Linked DNA regions of Mus musculus: all the other regions are linked to region 3. A link is a contact called in public Hi-C and HiChIP or PLAC-seq data. All regions are on one chromosome and are shown on one strand. Each heading gives the region's core, a stretch centred on a gene start, on an enhancer-like site or on the middle of the called end of the contact. The rest is flanking DNA. Distances are from core to core; before and after follow the strand shown. Region 1 overlaps Sel1l3 (sel-1 suppressor of lin-12-like 3 (C. elegans)). Region 2 holds the start of Sel1l3 (sel-1 suppressor of lin-12-like 3 (C. elegans)). Region 3 holds the start of 5033403H07Rik (RIKEN cDNA 5033403H07 gene).

The links. A called contact is a pair of places that touch in the nucleus more often than the background predicts. HiChIP or PLAC-seq counts read pairs in DNA pulled down with a chosen protein or histone mark.
Region 1: a contact with region 3 is called in a Hi-C map of liver, with 2.9 times the contacts expected there. The contact joins the enhancer-like site here to the promoter of 5033403H07Rik in region 3. A contact is called at or near these places in 3 of 484 Hi-C or Micro-C datasets (cerebellar granule neurons, embryonic stem cells and liver) and 1 of 115 datasets of contacts at active chromatin or transcription factors (hepatocytes).
Region 2: an H3K4me3 HiChIP or PLAC-seq map of stem cell-derived neural progenitor cells shows a contact between it and region 3, with 40 read pairs. The contact joins the promoter of Sel1l3 here to the promoter of 5033403H07Rik in region 3. A contact is called at or near these places in 2 of 39 promoter capture datasets (both in liver), 2 of 484 Hi-C or Micro-C datasets (cerebellar granule neurons and liver) and 5 of 115 datasets of contacts at active chromatin or transcription factors (bone marrow-derived macrophages, embryonic stem cells, hepatocytes and 1 more).

What each region holds. Positions count from the first base shown.
Region 1 is chr5:53,194,564-53,198,758 of GRCm38.p6, reverse strand. The region is part of intron 2 of Sel1l3 (sel-1 suppressor of lin-12-like 3 (C. elegans)); the gene reads left to right. Among named protein-coding and RNA genes, the nearest start is that of Sel1l3, 17 kb to the left of the region's middle. Within about 2 kb of position 2,193, at least 77 of the 459 cell types and tissues checked have an H3K27ac peak or open chromatin away from gene starts, as enhancers often do. A contact at or near this core is called in hepatocytes and liver, where this site is marked.
Region 2 is chr5:53,210,938-53,215,275 of GRCm38.p6, reverse strand. It overlaps Sel1l3 (sel-1 suppressor of lin-12-like 3 (C. elegans)), which reads left to right and starts at 1,824. Exons shown (of 24, transcript NM_172710.3): 1 at 1,824-2,146. The coding sequence starts at 1,970.
Region 3 is chr5:52,990,905-52,995,060 of GRCm38.p6, reverse strand. It overlaps 5033403H07Rik (RIKEN cDNA 5033403H07 gene), which reads left to right and starts at 2,769. Exons shown (of 3, transcript NR_040413.1): 1 at 2,769-2,847. Gm30301 (a long non-coding RNA gene) reads right to left here. Exons shown (of 4, transcript XR_376956.4): 3 at 891-1,000.

The DNA of each region.
Region 1 (4,195 bases), core at 944-3,443, 200 kb before region 3:
TGGAGATGGAGTGGGCTCAGCATCTGACATGGATTCTGATGCACCCCAAAATTTCAATCTCTGGTCTAGGGGGTGGGACTGTGGATAGGACTTTGATCTTGTTTAGACTCTGGCCCAACTCCCAGGCTGGCTTGGCAGGTGCAGGAATTCCACAGCCCATGACAATGGGCCTTTCCAGTCGGTTCCTCAGACTTGGTCTTTTTCAGAGCTGGTATGGGAGGTGATTTAAGGACATGACCCCATCCATGCTCTGTCTCTAGTGACATGCTTTTTCTCACCTTTGGGATATGATTTCTGGGGAAACAGTGGTTGTGGTGACTTCTTAGTAAGTTCCAAAGTGGCTGTGTGTGTGTGTGGCCATATAGGTCCATAGTTCTTGCTGCATACATTAAACAGCATCTTGAAAGCTCTTTATTTGACTCTAATTGTAGAGCCACTAGAAATGAGAGAAATGGTAGAGGAAGTCCTTTGTGCCATAGTCCAGCTTTTCCCACTGGTACTGCATTCTGTAATCACACCACAGTATTAAAACTAGGGAACCAACACCACTGAATACTGTTATCTGTAGACTAGAATCAGGTTTCATAGTATCTGCATTTGCTTGGTGTGTGTGTGTGTGAGTGCATGCACACACACATACACACACACACACACGGATTGTGGGAAGAGCTGGGTAATTAGATGTCTGGAATACAGGAACTATGCATAAATGGGTGAGCCACCCTCCTCCAGGCAGAGCCCATGCTAACTCCTATCTGAGCGCCTTCCACAGGGAACCCCCAATTTGTCAAACAGAAGGGAGCAGGGCAGGGCTCAAACAGCCACAGTTTTGCTTTGCCTCTGACTTCACCAGGCTTCATGATTCCATTTCATGTTCCGAAAATGTATGTCTTTCTCATTGAAAAATGACCAAATTGCAAACGGGGTGTCTTAAAATGACGTTCTCAGGGTGCCTTGCAAATGGGGGTGGGGTGCCTTCTCTTCCTTCTGCTGTTCCTTGCCCTGTTTGCAAGGGCCAGGAATGGCACAGTGGGAATTTTCTACCCGCCTTCTTGAGAACATTACTTTTGGCGTGAGAACCAACCTAATCAAATCATTGCACACAGGAAAACCTTTCTTAGGAGTTAAAAAATCACTGAAAATGGAGGTGGGAGTCTTTGGCACTCTCAAACCAGCCCTGCACCTGCAACTATGATTTGTTTATCAAAATGAGCCCATTTTCCCTCTCTCCTTAAAAGAGAAGTCACCTGAGCCGAGTGTGGCAGGCTGTAAGACGTGCTCTGACTTTTGTTCTGGATGGGGCTGTGGGCTAACGGGGCTAGAGGGAAGCCTGGTTCTTAACAGAGCCCTTTTTACTTCCTTTGCTTCCTGGCAACAGCTAGCTGAGAGATCAGGAGAGCCCAGATGAGCTTCAGGGGCACCTGCAGGTCTGGACCCCTCTGTAAAATGCATCCCCATTGAGATAGGGCTTGGAAAATGCTCTCTGAGCCAAGCATCTCATATCCTATATGGTCCTGCCTCTGTGCCCCGATCCAGCTTCATCTTTTTTGTTGTTTATGAAAAGGCACAAACTCTCCCTGTGCCTAGATTTTCCAGGAGAATGGTTGAAGTCCTCTCTACCACCAGCTTAGCTTGTGTTCCAGGATAGGACTGAATATCTCAAGAAAGGCCCAGGCTGGACCACTGGTTTGACTTTTGGAGGACAACTGGCAAGTCTGCATCCATCCCTGCTGAACAAGCCCGACCCAGATCCAAAATCAACATCTTTCAGATACCTTGAACCAAGACTCTTACACATGCCCTTCTGCATACCTGTCCCTGTTGTGTTCTCGCCACGGAGCCATAGGCGGCTGGGCAAGCAACGCCTGTGGCTCCTCCACCTGATTGTTGTCTGTTTCCTTGGGGGAGGGGATGGGCCTTATCCCTTAAGTCCAATGTGTGTCTGACTCATTCCTGAACTCACTGAAAACACGGGGTGGGGTGGGGCTGGAGTTAACATTCAACCCGGGCCATCCTCAGAACCTCTTCCTTGTCACACCCTCAGGAAAGAGTCTGCCAGTGCTGTTGGCTACAGCTGAAACTGTCTATGCCATCTGTTCAATCTCTCCTTGCCACGTGGACTGCTGGCATCCTTGTCTAAGTCACCACCCTCCTGGACTTTGACCTCAGCCTCGTGGCTCTCCAGCGTCAGCCTTGCCTCCTCTCTCTCCTGGAAGGCTGTGCAGTGCAGCCTGGTCACCTCTGTCCCCCTTTGAACCTCCCTATTCTGCTACTTGGGAGTCAAACCATGCTGTCATGCAGCTCTTGCTGGCTCCACCTCCTGGCCACATGAGTCTGCTTGCTTCTACCTAAACAGGCCACATTCAGTCCCACTTGGGGACATTTGAGGACATGTGGGTAACTGTTGCCACCTAGAATGCTCATCTCCTAATCTCTGTTCAGGTTGCATCTTTACCTCCTTCATCCCAGCACTCAAATGCCTGCTTCTGTGACCATCTGGTCTGAGATAGTGACCTTGCCTGGCATTATCTTTTTGGTCTCCTCTGTAGGCAATAACTACTGGACACTGTAATTATTTTTTGTTATTGTTGTTGTTCAGAAAGTTCTTTCCTTTTTAAAAAAAATTAGATATTTTCTTTATTTACATTTCATTACATTACATTGTTATCCCCTTTCCTGGTTTCCCCTCTGAAACATCCCTATCCCATCTCTCCCCTCCCCCCAACCCACCTACTCCCACTTACCTGTCCTGGCATTCCCCTACACTGGGGCATCGAGCCTTCACAGGACTAAGGACCTCTCCTCCCATTAATGTCCAACAAGGTCATCCTCTAATACTTATGTGTCTGGAGCCACGGGGTCCCTCCATGTGTACTCTTTGGTTGGTGGTTTAGTCCCTGGGAGCTCTGGAGGTACTGGTTGGTTGATGTTATTCTTCCTATGGGGCTAAAGCTCCTTCATCTCCTTCAGTCCTTTCTCTAGTTCCTCCACTGGGGACCCTGTGCTCAGTCCAGTAGTTGGCTGAGAGCATCCACCTCTGTATTTTGAACACTGTAATTAAATACCTATATTTTCTGGTTTCCTGTAGAACATTATAATGCAAGCTCCTTGAGCCGTAGCTTCCCAAATGGCCTATCACACTGACTGAGGCTGCAGGGTCCCAGTTACTTCTCTTGCAAACACACATGGCTCAGCTCTGCCTTAGTGGGTTGAGTCTGACACTCCCACTTTTGGGTCTTCCTGATTTAGTTCCTCTGACCTAGGATGCTTATTGTCCTACACTGTCCCAACAAGTGTCACCAGCTCCATCAGCATGTGGCCTTCCCTCCTTCCATGTGTCCCTGCTGAAATCCTCCCTAAACTTTGACTGTTAGTCCAAATTGCTACCTCCCCTTGTCCCATCCACAAATGTATGTGTGTTCATGAGCGGTTTATTTCCACAATCAGAAATTGCCTATTGGACCTCTAGCTGGTGTACACAGTCTCTCTTGGGATGTGTATTGTGTTCAAAGATTGACTGAGCCTCTACCGACCAGTTTCTTCCCCAAATCTGGGAACTTACGGGTAGAAAGCTAGTCCCTCTCTTTAAGGTGGTTGTGTAGGAGACAAACACAGCTATGGCACAGTCACAGCCACTCTCTATTTCCAAGTCCTAGTCATGTGCCAGACATCGTGGGAAGAGCCTAGCTTCTCTACCCAACACTCTGCCTTCTAAACTTGCTGATGGGGAAGTAGACTTGGGGAAGTAGAATGATCTGTTTCAGGTCACACAACTACTAACCACAGAGCTGGTATTTAAGGCTGGATCATTTGCCTCCCAAACATCATATTTAACCATTGGGTTAGACAGGTGCCTAGGGCTGTAAAGCTAGCTATTAATTATTTATTTATTTCATGCCATTCACCTTAGACTTAAGCTGCTATGTGCTTATCAGGTGCTTCAGTGGGGTTTGTCACAGAGGAGGTGACATTTGGACAGAGACCTGATGGCTAAGCAAAGCTCTCATAGTCAGAAGAATGGAGATCAAGATATCAGAAAGGCAGAAAGGACAGAGGGAGTTATAGCGCTGAATGGGGGAAGGGGTTGCATGACACAGCCACATCCCTCTATGTGCAATTTGGCAGGCAGGCTGTGTGTTGCCTTCCTGCAGGAGGAAGTTAAGAGGGCTCTGAGACCCAGCCTGTACACATGAAG
Region 2 (4,338 bases), core at 575-3,074, 220 kb before region 3:
GATGGGATCTGGGACAAAGCCACCCCATCTTTTGTTCCCTTGGACACTAAATGGAATAAATAGTTCCCTGCATCACAGAGGAGAATTTTAAGTGCTTTGTTTCTGTGGAAGTGGGACAGGCATCCTGGCAACATCTGTCAAACTTCCCAAGTGCTTTATTGTGTTTGCAGCTGGCCAGACAGGCAGCATCCTTCCTGTAAGCCCATGGCTTGGAAAGTGAGACCTCCCTGCTTCTGTACTGTCACCTTGGAAACTCACTCACCAGGGGGCTTCTCTGGTAGACACCATCCAGGACCGACTGAGACAGAATTCAGGGGCACTCTGCCATCTATGTGCTTGTTCTCCAGATGCCTCAGACTAAACTAAGGTCTGAGAGCCTTCTAGCTGTGATTGGCCCAGAACTCATAGGCAACCTAAGAAACCAAAAATGAGCAAGAAAGTCCCAGCTCTTTGCTGATAGCCCCACTGTAGCCAGGTCCAGAAACTGACTCTGAGCTTTTCCTCGATCCTCCCCGCCCCACCTCCCACCCCCCACCGCGCCTGGCATTACTTGGACCACAGTAGTGACAACTCCTCAGGGAAAGGGTTGTGTTCCTTGGCTTCCAATCTATTAATAGTTCCCATCCACACACATCCACATCAGTGCCAAAGGGACAAACTTTTCAACATGGGTTAACTATCTCAGGACACCAGCCCTTGGCTCACAAGCAGTCTTCTCAGCAGCAGGACAGCCAAGCACTTCCTGGAACTACAGGGCAAGCCCGAGTTGCTTGCCCTGTCCACGAGTCTCATGTCACCTGCCAGTGGCTCCAGAACCCAGGTCTACTAACATCCAGTCTCACCTTGCCTCCCCAAAACCTAGGATGTGTCCTGATTTTCAAAAAAAAAAAAAAGCTGTTTGCGCACTTCAAGGGCCTCACCTCCTTTCATTTGGGGCTTGGGTACGATTGTACTGGCCTAATTAATTCATTTTCTCCTCGTCCAAGTGGAAGCCAGAGCTCAGGGATGCAAATCAAATACAAACCCGCTCTGGGCGCCAATACTCCAGACAATTAAAACAAAGAGCGCGGAGGCAGCAGCGGCCACACCGCACAAAACCCTGGGGAAACATCCAGAACGAGTCGCCAATCAGGCGGCAGGGTGGGGCACAGCCTGGGCTCTAAACCTGCAAGCAGGAAAGCAGCCCCAAGCCCTGCAGGTGACAGGTGGAGGTTAGCAGGGGTCAAAATCCATCCCTAAGGATTAGAAGCCAAGCGGCTGCGTGGCTCAACTCCAAGAAAGCACTCTCGGCCCCCGCCCTGCCGGAATGGCGCCCGGGCCACCACTACCCCTCCACCCCCAAGCCACCAAACAAACCTCACTGTCTAGTGCTGGGGCGCGAAGTGGGAATGAGAGGCAAGCAGCAGGGTGGGCACCCGCTAGAGATGCGGGAGAGAGAGATGGAGAAGGGAGGGAGTTGGGGAGAAAGGACGTGGAGGAAACGGAGAAAGTGGGTAGTAGAAGGGGTGGGGGGGGGGGATCGCGGACTGCAAGGGCGCGGAAGGGGCGGAGGAGGAAGCAAGAGAAAGGGATGGGGGGGGCGACCGAGAGCCCCGCGGACCCGGGGGCGAACAGCGGCCGGGGTGGGGGGCGGGACCACGAGGTCCCCACCTGTGTGGGCGCCTACGGCCAGGAGGGGTGGACGTCGTGGGTTCGGAGGGAACGACCAGGGAGGCGGGCTGGGCAGGGAGGCCGAGGGAGGGAGGGGACGGGACTGCGAGCGGGGAGGAGCCGGCGCTCGGTTGGGGCTGCGGGGGCGGCGGCGGGAGCGGCGGTGGCGGCGGTGGCGGCGGCGGGTCCGGTGGCAGCGGCAGGTGGCCCCGCGCGCGGCGGGCCGCCGGCCGGGGGCGGGAGGGAAGGTGGCGCCTCGGGCGGGGGCCGGTCCCTGCACCAGGTGACCTGTTCCGGCCGGGATCCGGGCGGCCTCGCCATGCAGTGGCGCGGCGCGGGGCTTTGGTGGCCACGGCGGCGACAGCAGCAGCAGCAGCAGCAGCCCCCGCCGCCCGCTTTCGGTCCCCCGGCCGCAGCCATGGTCCCCCCGAGCCGCGGTGTCTCCCCGGGCCTCGGCGGCCGCCCTACCAGCGCATTGCTCTTTCTCTGCTACCTGGTGAGCGCCGGACCCTATTAGGGTCCTTCCTTCTGCGCGGGCCCTGGGGACGGGGTGGGGGTGGCCTGGGACCCCAACCGCAGGAGGTGGGGACGTCGCCGCGAGTTTGTCTCTTTTCCTTGCCACTGCGTCCCGGGCGCTCCCAGCCCTTGGGATGAGTACCCGGGTGCGTGGACCGGACTTGCGGGCTACTCTCGCTGGAGTCATTCCTCTTCCTCATCGCCTTGCTGGAGACCAGGGCTAGGTTCCCCTAGAGTACCCTTCTTGTCCCCAGCGACGTTGGACCCTCCCTACCCTGCATTTGCTTCCCGCCCCTTGGATCGTGGCTCCCCAGCCCTGTCCCCACCTGTCCTAGGCTTTTCATTCACCTTCTTGAAGCTCCTTTGCTCCGTGTGCCCAACTTCTCCTTTTTCCTGCCCCCACCCCCCACCCCGACCCTCCTTTGAGTTTGCATCGGGTTCTTTCCGTCCAGACGGTTCTGTGCCACCGCACATCGCATTTCCAGAGGCTCTTTCTCAACTCCTTGGTCACTCCAGCCAAGTTGCGGGTGCCAGAATGAAATCTACTTCTTTGTACCACGCTTACCGCCAGAGTGGTGACTTTAGTTGCGTCTTGAACGCTGTCGTTTCAGAGCTGCGTTTGGCTTATGCACAGTTTGCAATTTGCACACTTCTTGCCTTCTGTTAGACTTACAAACTAGATGGCAGTCACCTATTTTAAATACCAGAGAAAATGAGACCCTCAGAGTAAGGTGAGGAGCTATTTCCCAGTTCTTTGGCTGACTTGCTCTCTCCCATTTGTTCCTGAGTTCTGAGCAATAGTAAATTTACAGAAGGCTACACCCTTGCTGCCCAGCCTACCTTATGTTCCAGGATCCTGCGGAAAGCTTAGGTTATCTCGCCGAATATTACTGTAAATAAATGAAAAGGAAAATGCTGAATCATGAAACTGATGTAATAGGAAATTCACAGAATGCTTAAAAAACGAGCAATGTCATTGTCCAGAACCCCGTTCATGTGCACTGACGGTGTTTGGATTCTGGTCGTCTTCTAAGCTCACCTGCTAAGGAGGTGCTGACAGGGCTTGAAATTTAGGTTTGAAGAAACTTGTCACCTATGCAAGTTTGCTGTTGTTTTCAACACTCTTTACTTCTTGACTCTTTCATTTCTTGAAGCAAGGCAGTGTAAAAATGCAAATATTAATTGTGCCCCTCTCTCTACCTGTTGAACAATCCTTTCTTATATACTTGTTCCTTAGGATTAACTAATACCGTGTGTGTGTGTGTGTGTGTGTGTGTGTGTGTGTGTGTGTGTGTGTGTGGTTGGGTTTACTTTATATTTTCATAAGAAGATGCCAGGTAACGTAATGGGTATGATTTTTTTTTTTTTTGCCCAAGGGATGTTATTATTTAATATTTATGCCACGGGGTTACAGTACACAGACTCATAAATAAAGCTGCCATGTCAGATGACGGGGGGTTTTGTTTAAACAGATGATCCTGCATACAGAGCACTGCTGGTTAGTGCACAGCCAGAATTTATGGAGTTGAGCAGTCCATGAAATAGTTCCATTAAGATGATCTGGAAAGTTCCACGTGAGACTCTCAAGGCCTGGTTGGGGGAGGGGCACTTCTTGACAGCCGACAAAATCAGAGTAACAAGTGTAAAGACGTAAAGGCTGACGTGGCAGAGACAGAAGCTCCATGCTCTCCAATGGGGGTTTATAGGGACAGAGCCAAGAGGAGAAAGGATCCAAGTTTCAACAGGAGCGACTGAGGAAAGTGAGGTGCTGGACCCGTGATGTGGAGAGAACAACATGGACAGACATCTAGGTAGCTGGGTGAGGGGTGGATATAAGAAGATCACAGAGGCACCTATCAGGGTCCCTGCTTGAGTGCTTCCTTCTGGGGTGGGGGAAGAAGCAGCGTCTGATAGCAGGATATCAGACACTTGAATGAGCAAGAGAGCCGCGCATCACTGACTGAGAGAGGTTTGCCCATCTAAGCTAAAGCTGGATTCCAGAGGCGGCCTCCACAGTTTGTTCTGAATGGCCAGCCGTGTGCTCCTCTGGTACACTATACCTGAGATACTTGTGGAGGGTGGGGCTTCTAGGCTTGGGGTGTGAACTGGGGAAAATGTAAAATGTAAAAGTCTATCTCTCTCTCTCTCTCTCTCTCTCTCTCTCTCTCTCTC
Region 3 (4,156 bases), core at 1,520-4,019:
GCAAGCGACACCATAGTGTGAACAGTAGCCCGCAGCTCTGTCTGCTAAAAACACTGAGGGGTCTAGGTATGGGGGTCCATCACTTGACTCCCAGCACATGAGAGGCAGAGGCCCAGGGATCCATGACTTTGGGCCCAGCCTGGCCTACATAGTGAGTTCCAGGACATCCAGACTCTGTCAAAAAAAAAAATGTGATGTTGGGAACCAGATCTAGCATATGGTGTCAGGGAGTCCCCAGCAGACACTGTTAGTGCACTTTTAGCTGGGAAGTAGGATCTGGAATTGTTGCATACACGGAATCTCCAACCCTCATTTCCACGTGCTGAGACACTGGCTTCACAAAAGGGCTGACCTAGAAGCAAGATAAGATCCCCTTTCTGGGCATAATTCCTTGGCTCTCCTACTTGTATTGCCTACTTCACAGATAACTCCTTGTCTTAAACTCCTGAAGGACAGCCACTCTCCAATCTCAGCCCAGAACTGATACAAAGCCACCTCACACAGTTGTAAAACCATAAGATAATCAGCAGTAATTCTACTGCCAGACAATAATTCCCAAGGGAGTGCAAAAATGTGCCCAAGTCCCCAGTTGATATAAGGAGAGGGCTCTAAAGCCTGAAGCTTTGTGAAATCTCATACAACATGGTTTTCCAGAAAGACAACTGGAGGCGACATCTTCCAGGTCATAAGGAAGCAGCCTCAAGCGGCTAAGATCCAGTCCCCATAACAGACTAATGGGCACTACAGCTGCCCGATTCTCACCAGGGCCAAAAGCTTTCTGGGAAGTTGGAGGAGTGAGGAATAGTAATTGGGTAGATAAAAATGTACAAGCCAGGGATCAGGGAGGCGTGAATGCTATCATGAGTGGGACGAGGGAGTTCTGCTCTTACAGTGCCAGCCGAGGTCCGTGGCAACAGAGAAGCCAACACAACTGCGTTCTTGGAACCTGCTTTGGAAGTTTCCAAGTTGGACGGTGAGCCGTAAGTCTTGCTTCATATCTCTGTTCAATACAAAAGTTCAGGTTAGCAGTAGCAATATCAGAAGGGCCCTCTCCCATGTTGGCTCTCAGTCCTTCGGGGTACTTTGCCACTGTTCTAGTTGAGGCACCAAAGAGGATATTTCACTTAGCATTTCCCAAGAGTATTTGAGTTGAGCCGGAGGAGCAAACGAGATGTTTGGGGGAAGTTGAGCAAGGACTGATGGGTCACAGTTCCGTTTGATTTCTTACAGCATCAGCTCTTCAGTTCAGAAAGCAAATAACATCTGTTTGTAATATTGTTCTTATAAAAGCTCTTCAGACTGTTCATTTTTTAAGAGCAGGGGCTGGTGACAAGCTAAGTGGCTACTGTTTACTGTAACTCAATCATATAAAGTTTAACTTGAAAGTCAAGATGCTGTGTAGAAAACTGGACAATTAATTCCTCCTTCCTAGAGGTGTGGTGTTGGCTTGGAGTAGCTACCTTCAGAGTTGCATTCTGCATTGTAAAGGGTTTCCATAGTGCCTAGCACATTCTGTAATTCCTCTGTGAGACTGCATTTCAAGGTCGTATTGAAAGGCACATATACAAATCTGGTTTTCAATTCGAACAGCGCCCCATGGTTCATCTGCTCCCATATTGCTTTGCTTGTGTTCATTTGTTAATTGTTACGAATCAAACTCAGGCCAGGTGGTGGTGGTGGTGCTTGGGGGAGCAGAAGCAGGTGGATCTCTGAGTTTGAGGCTAGCCTGATCTACAGAGCTAGTCCCCAGGGTAGCCAGGGCTATGCACAGAAACCCTACCTTTAAAAAACAAAACAAAACAAACAAACAAACAAACAAAAACCAAATCAAACAAAAGAGTCAAACTCAGGGCTTCATGCCTCATTGGTAAGGGCTGGCCCTGCCAATAAGCTATATTCCAACTTCAAATTTCTATTCTCTGTTACTCCCAGATGTGACCTCAAATCGAAGTGTGTTTGGTTTTTTTTTTTTTGTTTGGTTGTTTGGTTGGTTTTTTTGTTTTGTTTTGTTTTGTTTTGTTTTGTTTTGTTTTTTTTGAGACAGGGTTTCTCTGTGTAGCCCTGGCTGTCCTAGAACTCACTTTGTAGACCAGGCTGGCCTCGAACTCAGAGATCCGCCTGCCTCTGCCTCCCAAGTGCTGGGATTAAAGGTGTGTGCCACCACTGCCCGGCAGTGTGTTTGTTTATAAACATCAAACCTACCTTGAAGTCACAGGACAAACTTCAGAAGCTGGCTTATGCCATCTGTCTTGTAGAGGCAGTGTCTCTGGTGGCGTTTCTACCACTGTGCAGTGCACACCAGAGTAACTAGCTTTCAGCCTGTTCTGTCTATATACTCCACGTCTACCCATAGGCTAGATCAGAGATGTGTGCTCCTCCGTGCCTGACTGTCCTCAAACTCATGGCAGTTCTCCAGCTGCAACCTAGGAGTGCTCAGTGCATAGGCATGAGACACCAGACTTGGCTCCCAAGAATTACCGTCTTATCTAAAAGTGGGAAACAGACCCCTAGGGTCACCGTGGGCTCCACTGTCTCCCATAGCACACTGCCACGGGAATGACAAATGCTATGCTCAGAAACCACACGCATGGGCGTCTTGCTAAACTCTTGGTTTATCTTTAAACTTAAACCAATACTAGCATTGATTTGCCTGAAACTGGACCTGCTATCAGAGCAGGGAGCCCTGATCTCTGGATAATCATTAAAACTCAGGCCCAGACAAGTTAGAGAGCAGGCCAGGAAAACAGGAGCAGGAAGAATTGGGAGCAGATTTTATAAAGAATGGAGGACCAAAAGCAAAGCTGCCCTCCATCCCGGAAGAGTCCGAAGGACCTTCTACAAAATGAGGTACAGAGAGGCTTCAGCAGAAAAAAGCAGTGCACTCTGATCCTCCTGACTGCTGGGGGCGGGGGGGAGGGTCTCAGGTCTCTGTGATATTGGTTACAAGAGGAGGAATATTGGGTTTTCCCCCAGCTCTTAAACACTTTTAATTATGTTTTTTAATTATTGGAGAGAGAGGCGTCCACATACCCCTGTGTGTGTGTGTTGGTTGGAGGTAATTTTTGGGTGTCGATTCCTTCTACTATGTGGGCTCTGGGGATGGGACTAAGGTTTTGATGGCAGGTACCTTTACCACTGAGAAACATCACTAGTCTTGTTTATTTGTGTGCCCATGTCTCTATGTGTGTGTGTGTGTGTGTGAGTGTGTATGTGTGTGTATGTCTGTCTATGTGTGCACAAGTATGCATGTTTGAATGTCAGTGTGTGTGTGCATGTGTGAGTGAAGTGTGTATGTGTGTCCATGTGCTCACATATATAAATGTGTGTGTCTGTGTGCACTCATGTATGTGTGTGTAAATATGTGTGTGTCCATGTACACATGTGTGTAAGTATGTGTGAGTGTGTATGTGTGCCCATGTGTGCCCATGTGTATGTTTGAATGTCAGTGTGTATGTGTGTGAGTGTGTGTATGTGTGAGTGTGTGTGTGAGTGTGTATGTATGTGTGTATATGTGTGTGTGAGTGTGTGTATGTGTGTGAGTGAGTGTGTGTGTATGTGTGTGAGTGTGTGTGTGAGTGAGTGAGTGTGTATGTGTGTGAGTGAGTGTGTGTGTGAGTGAGTGTGTGTGTATGTGTGTGAGTGAGTGTGTGGTGTGAGTGAGTGTGTGTATGTGTGTGAGTGAGTGTGTGTGTGAGTGTGTGTGTGAGTGAGTGTGTGTGTGTGAGTGAGTGTGTGAGTGTGTGTGTGTGTGTGTGTGTGTGTGTGTGTGTGTGTGTGTGAGTGTGTGTGTGTGTGTGTAGTTCAGACTTGCTGCAGTTGGTTTTCCTGGTCACTGTTGGTTTCGGGATGGCATTGAGGTCATTAGGCTTGTGCAACCCTTTGACCTACTAAGCCATCTCACCAACCCAAAGTCCACACATTTTTGACTAGAACATTATTCTCAGCTTTTTCCTGATTTCAAGTGAGATTTCTTTGCCTCCTTTTAAATTCAAACTCTCTCACTGCCTGATTAACCAGGGGAGGCGCTGACCTCTTGCCCATTTCCCAACTCCATGGAAGTCTTTGCCTTTTCCTCTGGGAATCTAAACAGCAGTAAACCAAGATAAGGAAGGGCTCCTCGTCTGGGTAAATCTGGAATTTTCTGATAAGCCGGAGG